2 separate regions of the Mus musculus genome follow, and region 1 is linked to region 2. The links are chromatin contacts, called in public promoter capture Hi-C maps. All regions are on one chromosome and are shown on one strand. The core of a region is the stretch at or near the end of the contact, and the rest is flanking DNA. Distances in the headings are between cores, read along the strand shown. Region 1 holds the start of Dmac2 (distal membrane arm assembly complex 2). Region 2 holds the start of Megf8 (multiple EGF-like-domains 8).

Evidence for each region. Capture Hi-C pulls out chosen DNA fragments and counts their contacts.
Region 1: a promoter capture Hi-C map of liver shows a contact between it and region 2. The contact joins the promoter of Dmac2 here to the promoter of Megf8 in region 2. A contact is called at or near these places in 7 of 39 promoter capture datasets (cranial neural crest, embryonic stem cells, hippocampal neurons and 4 more), 5 of 484 Hi-C or Micro-C datasets (Th1 cells, cerebral cortex, forebrain and 2 more), 5 of 115 datasets of contacts at active chromatin or transcription factors (bone marrow-derived macrophages, embryonic stem cells, pancreatic cancer cells and 1 more) and 3 of 9 other capture datasets (adipose tissue, liver and macrophages).

The regions. Positions count from the first base shown.
Region 1 is chr7:25,617,395-25,620,932 of GRCm38.p6, reverse strand. It overlaps Dmac2 (distal membrane arm assembly complex 2), which reads right to left and starts at 1,519. Exons shown (of 6, transcript NM_001290487.1): 1 at 1,473-1,519; 2 at 1-37. The coding sequence starts at 1,490. It overlaps Gm38969 (a long non-coding RNA gene), which reads left to right and starts at 1,272. Exons shown (of 2, transcript XR_881901.3): 1 at 1,272-1,498; 2 at 1,948-2,265.
Region 2 is chr7:25,315,577-25,318,986 of GRCm38.p6, reverse strand. It overlaps Megf8 (multiple EGF-like-domains 8), which reads right to left and starts at 1,823. Exons shown (of 41, transcript NM_001160400.1): 1 at 1,294-1,823. The coding sequence starts at 1,480. Tmem145 (transmembrane protein 145) reads right to left here. Exons shown (of 15, transcript NM_183311.2): 15 at 2,792-3,410. The coding sequence ends at 3,342.

The DNA.
Region 1 (3,538 bases), core at 270-2,769, 300 kb before region 2:
CTCTGCCATTCCATTCTCGGGCGCCCAGGTGCAGGACCTGGAGAAGGGGAGAGGGAAAGGACTGAGGTTGAACGTGGAGCTGGGTTCCACCCCTAACTCTTACAGCATGGCCTACCTTGAATCTCAGCCTGTGCTTCCTGAGTCTTTTAAATCCTTCTGATACCACTCCCGCCCTAATATGGGGGTGTAGCTCAGGACTAGAGTCTCTGTTTAATATTCATAAGGCACCGTGGTCAGTCCCCAGCATGTCCACGTCCTCAATCCTTAACCTTTGGGATTCAAAACATTTCTCCAAAGTCTTCCATTTAACCAACCATAAATTCATTCTTGAATGCAGCCAGTCTTGGTTTTCTCAGGTTCTTCTAATTTCCCACCAAGTCCTTATTTTTTTTTCCCAAACTACCATTATACTTTCATTTCTCACCAGTTCACTCCTGGGGGTTGGGGTGGTGGTGGTGGAATACGTACGTGCATAGTGTGCATTCAAATGTGTAGGTGTCCTTGCACGAATGTGCCCATGTATGGAGGCCAGCTGTCTTCCTCAATTGCCCCTGGCTTTATAGATCAAGGCAGGGTCTCTCACTTGTACCTGCAGCACCCCAACTCAGGTAGCCCAGCCAGTGGGTTTGCTTGAGGAATCAACTGTCTTTACCTCCAGAGTGCTGGGATTCCAGGTGAGCAGACATGCCCCGCTTCTACCAACTCTGGCCTTCATGCCTCAAGCACATGTGCTTCAATAATGAACCATTTCCCCAGCCCAAATTTTACCCAGTTCTCCCTAGGATTTTGCCAAATGGCTGATTTCTTTGCCATCCTGTCCACGTAACCTTCACCTTTACAGGTAGCGCTGGAAATGGAACCCACGGCAATGAGTACCAACAAAATACTCTACTACTAAATACATTCTCCAGGTTAACGAAGCTCTAGGAATCCCCCTCAGGTTCTTCCTCGGACCTCCAAATTAACTTCCTGGCTCCCGCCTGCACACCCTGTTCTTTGATTTTTGTTTGTTTCCTATTAAGGTTTAGTTATTTATTTACAGGCAGGATTTTACGTTGCCCTGCCTGCCCTCCAACTTGATACACAAAAGGATAACCTTGAACTCCTGATCCTGCTGCCTCCACCTCCCAAATACTGGGATTACAAGATCCTTAAATTCCCCCCAGGAATTTCGCGCAAAAGCATCATTAGTTCTACATCACCTCCAAACCCTTATCCCGTCCTTTCCCCCCAGGAAGAGCTGTCCTACTCCGCTGATTGGCTAAGCCACCCTCATCCCATTGGTTTCTCTATCAAGCGACTCGAGACTCTCTGTGGCCCTCGGCAGCCCCAGACGGCGTCTCCCGAGCGAGGTCCGGCAGGAGACGCTCTGTTTCCGCAGACTTTTGTTTCCCAGGAGGCTGAGAGAGGTCTCGAGAACCGAGCTACAAAGTGAACCATAGTTCCGGGACGCGGACGCTGCGGTCACCTACCGCTCTGGGCGCCGCCATCTTGCCAGGTAACGTAAACAGAAGAGGCAGGACGTTCCCTCCTAACACGTGGTTCAGACACCAAGGGCCACGCGTGTGGCCACGCCCCCTTCTGTTTTAGCCCGCCTTTTAAAGGCGCGCGTGCGGAGGAGACGGTCTTTCCTGTAAAGGATCTACTCCTCCCACTCCACCCCACCCCCGAGTGCGGTCGCAATTCTCTTGCGTTCATTGGTTTTTCAGTTTACACCCGATATCTCTACAGCAGAATCAGTACGACTGATTATGATTTTTTATTTATTGTTATTGTGCGTATACACGCGTGACATTCCGCGGCGCAGGTGTAGAGATGAGCCGAGTCTGGGTCCAGGAAGCGAACTGAGATCCACTGGCTTGCACAGCAAGCACCTTTACCCACGGAGCTACTTTGCTACCCTATTATTAGGTTTTTAAATTTTATTTTCTCTGTGTGTGCATGTAGCTCTACACCACGTGTGTTCAATGCCTTGGAGACCAGACGAGGACGCTGGATCCCTGGAATTGGAGTTGGCAGCCCCCGTGTGTGTGTGCTGAGAATTGAACCCAGATCTTCTGAAGGAGTAGTCAGTGCTCTTAACTGCCACTGAGACGTCTCTCCTCAGCGATGAGGTAGAGGCAGATTAGACTTGAGTATAAGAGACTATCTTTAGTTTGGAGTTCACATCTATACTTATTAAGAGAGTTATTACTTTTACATAAAGTCTCTCATGTATGGTATATTTGCCATGAACTTTTTTCAATTAAAAGCGTATATTTATCATTAATGTGTGTATGTGTTTTATGTATATGAGTGCAGGCACACTTGTGCTGTGGACAGAAGTTTATGAGGTGCTGGGGACTAAACCTCAGACCTCCTTCATGCTAGGCTAGCTCTTTACCAACTGAGCCACATCCACAGCCCTCAGTGTGAACTCTTGGTGGATTCTCTTCATTCATTCATTCATTCATGTTTGCTGAGCACTCGCAGTGGGTGCTGGGGTCGCACTAACAGCCCTTTTCTTAGGTAGTCATCATTCTAGGTAGAAAGACAATAGGTAAGAAATGAACACAAAATTAAAACTAGTGTTTGATAAAAAAAAGTAGGTAAAAACGGGCAATATATTAGGGTGTGGCGGGGTATAGGGCAGCAGTGAAGGTCTGTAGAGCAGGTGCATTTAACTGCAATGAGTGACAGGAGAGTCACCTACCCCAAGGCTTGGATAAAGGTGTTCAGGCAGAGGTAACAGCCTGTACAAAAAGCCTGAGGTCTTTGTCAGCTTGCAGAGAGGTGGAGACTTGACCAGAGTTGGGCAGTAGTGCTGGCTGCCTGGCTGCCCAGCAGGGGTTCATTCTAGTCACAGAGGGAGAGAGGACTTTCAGAGTCTGATTGACTTGTTGCAAATGTAACATGTTACATGAAGGATGATTCTGAGAGGACAGAGGTGGCCTTGAGACCAGCAAAGCGACTACTGCATAGTAGAGGTGAATGAATGAGGGGTGGGTGGCCGAGGTGAGGGCTGCTACAGACAAAAGCCTGAGAAACCAAAAGGGGCCACTCATGGAAATGGAGAAGCAGGGAGCGGTGGGTGTGTCGAGACCGAACAGCCCCCAACCACAGATGTCCTTGGGCTGTAATCCTTAGAGTCTGTATGTAGCTGTTACTTTCCTGTTGCTGTGATAAAATGCTGTGACTCAAGGCAACCTACAGAAGGGAGGTTGTTTTGGCTTGCAGTTCCAGAGGGCTAAGCGGCCATCATAGTGGGCACAAATCGTAGCAAACAGCAGGGATGGTGTCAGGAACAAGAAGCAGAGAGCTTCCATCTTCAGCTGAAGCCAGAGGCAGAGAAAGCAAACTGAAATGACTGGGCCTTAAACTCCCAAAGCTCACCTCCAACGAGGTCCTTCCTCCACTGAGGGTCCCCCTAAACCTCCCCAGTCCACCACCGACCACCCAACTGTCTGAGCCTATGGGGGACATTTTCCTTCAAACCACCACATTCTATTACTTTAAGAAGCCTTTACCTTCTCCTCCCCTCCGCTCTGAGCCCCACCCC
Region 2 (3,410 bases), core at 574-3,073:
TGAAGTGAGAGGCTCCACCATTAATCTGGGCCACACCTTCTGCTGGCAGCCTGTATAAAGGACATGAAAGAATGAAGTTTGCTCTTGCTCTTGGCCTGCTTGCTCTCACTCTAACTAGGAGTCCAGTCCTTCACTTTGAGGTAGCCCAGGCTGTCCTCAAACTCACAAGCCTCCCCGACTCCTGCCTCTGGCACTAGTCCTGGCTTCTTCTATTATCTGTTTTAGCATACTAGATTTTAGCACATAGGCTTGCTCAGAAGCATCTTCTAATTCCTGTCTGCATTAGAACTGACTCTCTTTAGCATTCTGGCATATACTGAAGACCAGGTAAGACATAAGCCATGTGGACTGAACTACTACTACTGGATTTTTTTTTGGTAAACAGTCTTTATCAGACTTGCTGGACCACAGTCTATAAGCCATTCTTTTTACTTGGGGGAGGGGGGGTGTCAAAACAGGGTTTCTCTGGCTGTCTTGGAACTCAGTATGTAGATCAGGCTGGCCTCAAACTCGGAGATCTGCCTGCCTCTGCCTCTGCCTCTGGAGTGCTGGGATGAAAGGAATGCGCCACCACCGCACAGTGACTATAAGCCATTCTAATCTCATTTCTATAAAGATTCATTCTATGCTATGCTTCCCTAGAGAACCCTGACTAATATACTATACCAGATATCAAATGTGTTAAATATCTGACTCCTTTCCTTTTAACTAAGTACTATTGTTGCGGCCATTTGGAGTAAAAGAAACTGTGCCTTCGAAATTCATCCATCCAAAGTCACGAAACTCATATGAAATAGAGCCTAGATCCTAAGCCAGGTGAGTGGACTTACTTTTTGTTGTTGTTGTTTGTTTTTTGTTTTCTCGAGACAGGGGTTTTTTTGTGTGTGTAGGCCTGGCTGTCCTGGAACTCACTCTGAGACCAGGCTGGCCTCGAACTCAGAAATCTGCCTGCCTCTGCCTTCCAAGTGCTGGGATTAAAGGCATGAGTGGACTTACAAGTAAGCAAAAATAAAGGAGTGGTAGAAAGCTGTGCTAGATTGATATTTTCTGTGCGCTACATTCAGGATCAAGTGAAGAAAAACACCCCTCACAAATACTCCTAGTTTGTTACTGTGACTCTTGGCACATTCCCTCCCATCAGAGTTAGGGCCCAAGCTGGCTGCAACACTGGATGTCCAACATTTTACAGCAAGAGTCCTGGAATGGAGCCGGGTTCTAGGAATGTGCTCAGTGAATGAACGCACAAATGAATGAACTAGCAACCGAGTGAGTGACCCACGCGGCCCCACTCACCCTCGATAAGCCACTCGCAGTTGCCGTTGACGCTGTAGTTGCCCGCACCATCCGTCACGAAGCCTGGCGCCTCCCGTAGCACCTGCCGCTGCCCCTTGCAGTCACCAGCCAGGACCCTGAGGGACAGCGGTCCCAGCACTGCCAAGGCCAGTGCAAGGGCCAAGGCCAGAGCTCCACCCAAGGCCATCGCCGCCTTAGGCACTGGCCCTAAGGGACGGGAAGGGCCGTGAAGACCTGGAGAAGACCCTCTGGGAATGAGGCCCTGCAAGATGCAACCTTTACAGACGTAGCATGGCCTTGTAGTCCAAGGATGTACCAGCCACGCAGTCCGGGCCAAGGAAAGGGCCGCAGTTGATGCGCTCTTGAAACCGAGGGGCCGGCCCTATAGACCCATGGAAGGCCCTGGATATGAAGTCGTTATGGATAGGGCTGACCCCTAGGGACCGTAAGGGTCCCCTATAGACACGAGCCCCCATAGGGGCGCCGACTCCATAAACGGTATCCAGTGATTACATTCAGGCTGCTGCAAGGCCAAAACAGACCGTATAGACAGTCTTCCAGGGGCGATGTGCTCTACAGCCCAGCTGGGCGGTCCATGGAGCGTGCGGGGTGGAACTTGCCTGGCCCGGAGACTCCTGGGGAGACCCCTCCAGACGGGGGCGGGGCCTGCCTTCGGGGTCCCGGCCCGGATCTCCAGGGCTCACTCTAATGCCTACCCACCCGCTCCTCCCACTCGAGGCGAATGGGCTAGATCAGAGAGACCTGGAGACTCCCGGGCCAGAGCGGCCCGAGGAAGACCCGCTGAGAGGGCGAGGGGGCGGGAGCCGCGCAGCCTCTGAGGGGAGGACAGGCTAGGAGGAGGCGAGAAGAGGAAGAGCGGCGGGTCAGAGCGGCCCTGAGAGGACTAAGGAGCGCCTGGCTCCACCCCTTCTCGAGGAAGACTTCCGGAAACTTTCCTCCCATCTGTTCCCAGTCGCTTGCGCAGCGAGAATAGGAATTCAGCTCAGAGAATTACGCATGCGTATTGCTAAGAGTGTAACCCAAAATCGCGTTTTGTGCTAGTCATTGGCTGAGCAAAGCCTTTGCCACTGGAGGGCGCCTCTATCTCTGCTAGCGAAAGGAAAGGCAACATAAAGGAGCGGTAAAAAGCTGTGCTAGATGGTTATTTTCTGTGCTCTACATTCAGGATCAACATGAATATCAAGTTATGAAGGCAAGGGACTCCAGACCAAAATAGCATTTCCTAGATGGATACAGTGAGACCCGTATGACTTAAAGCACCATCAATACATAAAAGAAGCTGGAGAGGCGACTTAGTGGTTCAGAGCATGTTGCCCTTGCAGAAGACCCTGGTTCGATTCCCAGAACCCATATAGTGGAAATCCAACGCCTTCTTGTGGCCTTCTCCTACACAATGTGCGCGCATAGTACGCTGACATACATTCAGGAAACACGTCTTTTCCTTTTTTCAGCTAAGATGGAAAAGAAACCATGTTATAGATTAAAAACTCAACGAATCCTCTTTATTTTGGCAAGAAGAGAAAACGTCTTTCTGCCACAGACCATGTGATGGTCCTTGGCATTCAGATGGACGGACAAAGCACAGGTCCGAGGTCACAAACCCCAAGGAGGGTTTCAAAGTAGAGACCAACTTCACAATATCCGTCTCTAAACAGTGGCTCGAGGGTCGCAGGGTCCTGGAGGGTCGGGCAGGGTCCAGGCGGTCGTCACGGGTGTTCCGGAGTCCAGCAGGGTCAGAGGTCTCGAAGGGGGTCAGGGGGGCGGAGATCACGGAACAGCGGGAGTCCAGATTCCGGAGCCATTCGGGGCAGGGGCTGAGGGAGGGGACGCGGAGAACGGCTCCCGCGGGACCGTTTGGCACAAGAGGGAAAGGGGCGGGACGCAGCGCATCCAAAGTGGGCGCGGGGTGTGGGAGGGGCGCGGGATGCCTGGCATGGCCGAGCCCTTGGGCCGGGAGAGAAACGGGGTTCCGGAGCCCAGCCGGGGCCCGGTGCGCCGCCCGTGGGGCAGAGGCGGGGAAGGGATGCTCAGACCGGGGGTGCAGGGCCCCCGGCTGTGTGCATGCTGAAGTATTCGGTGAAGCCGGTGTGCGGCGC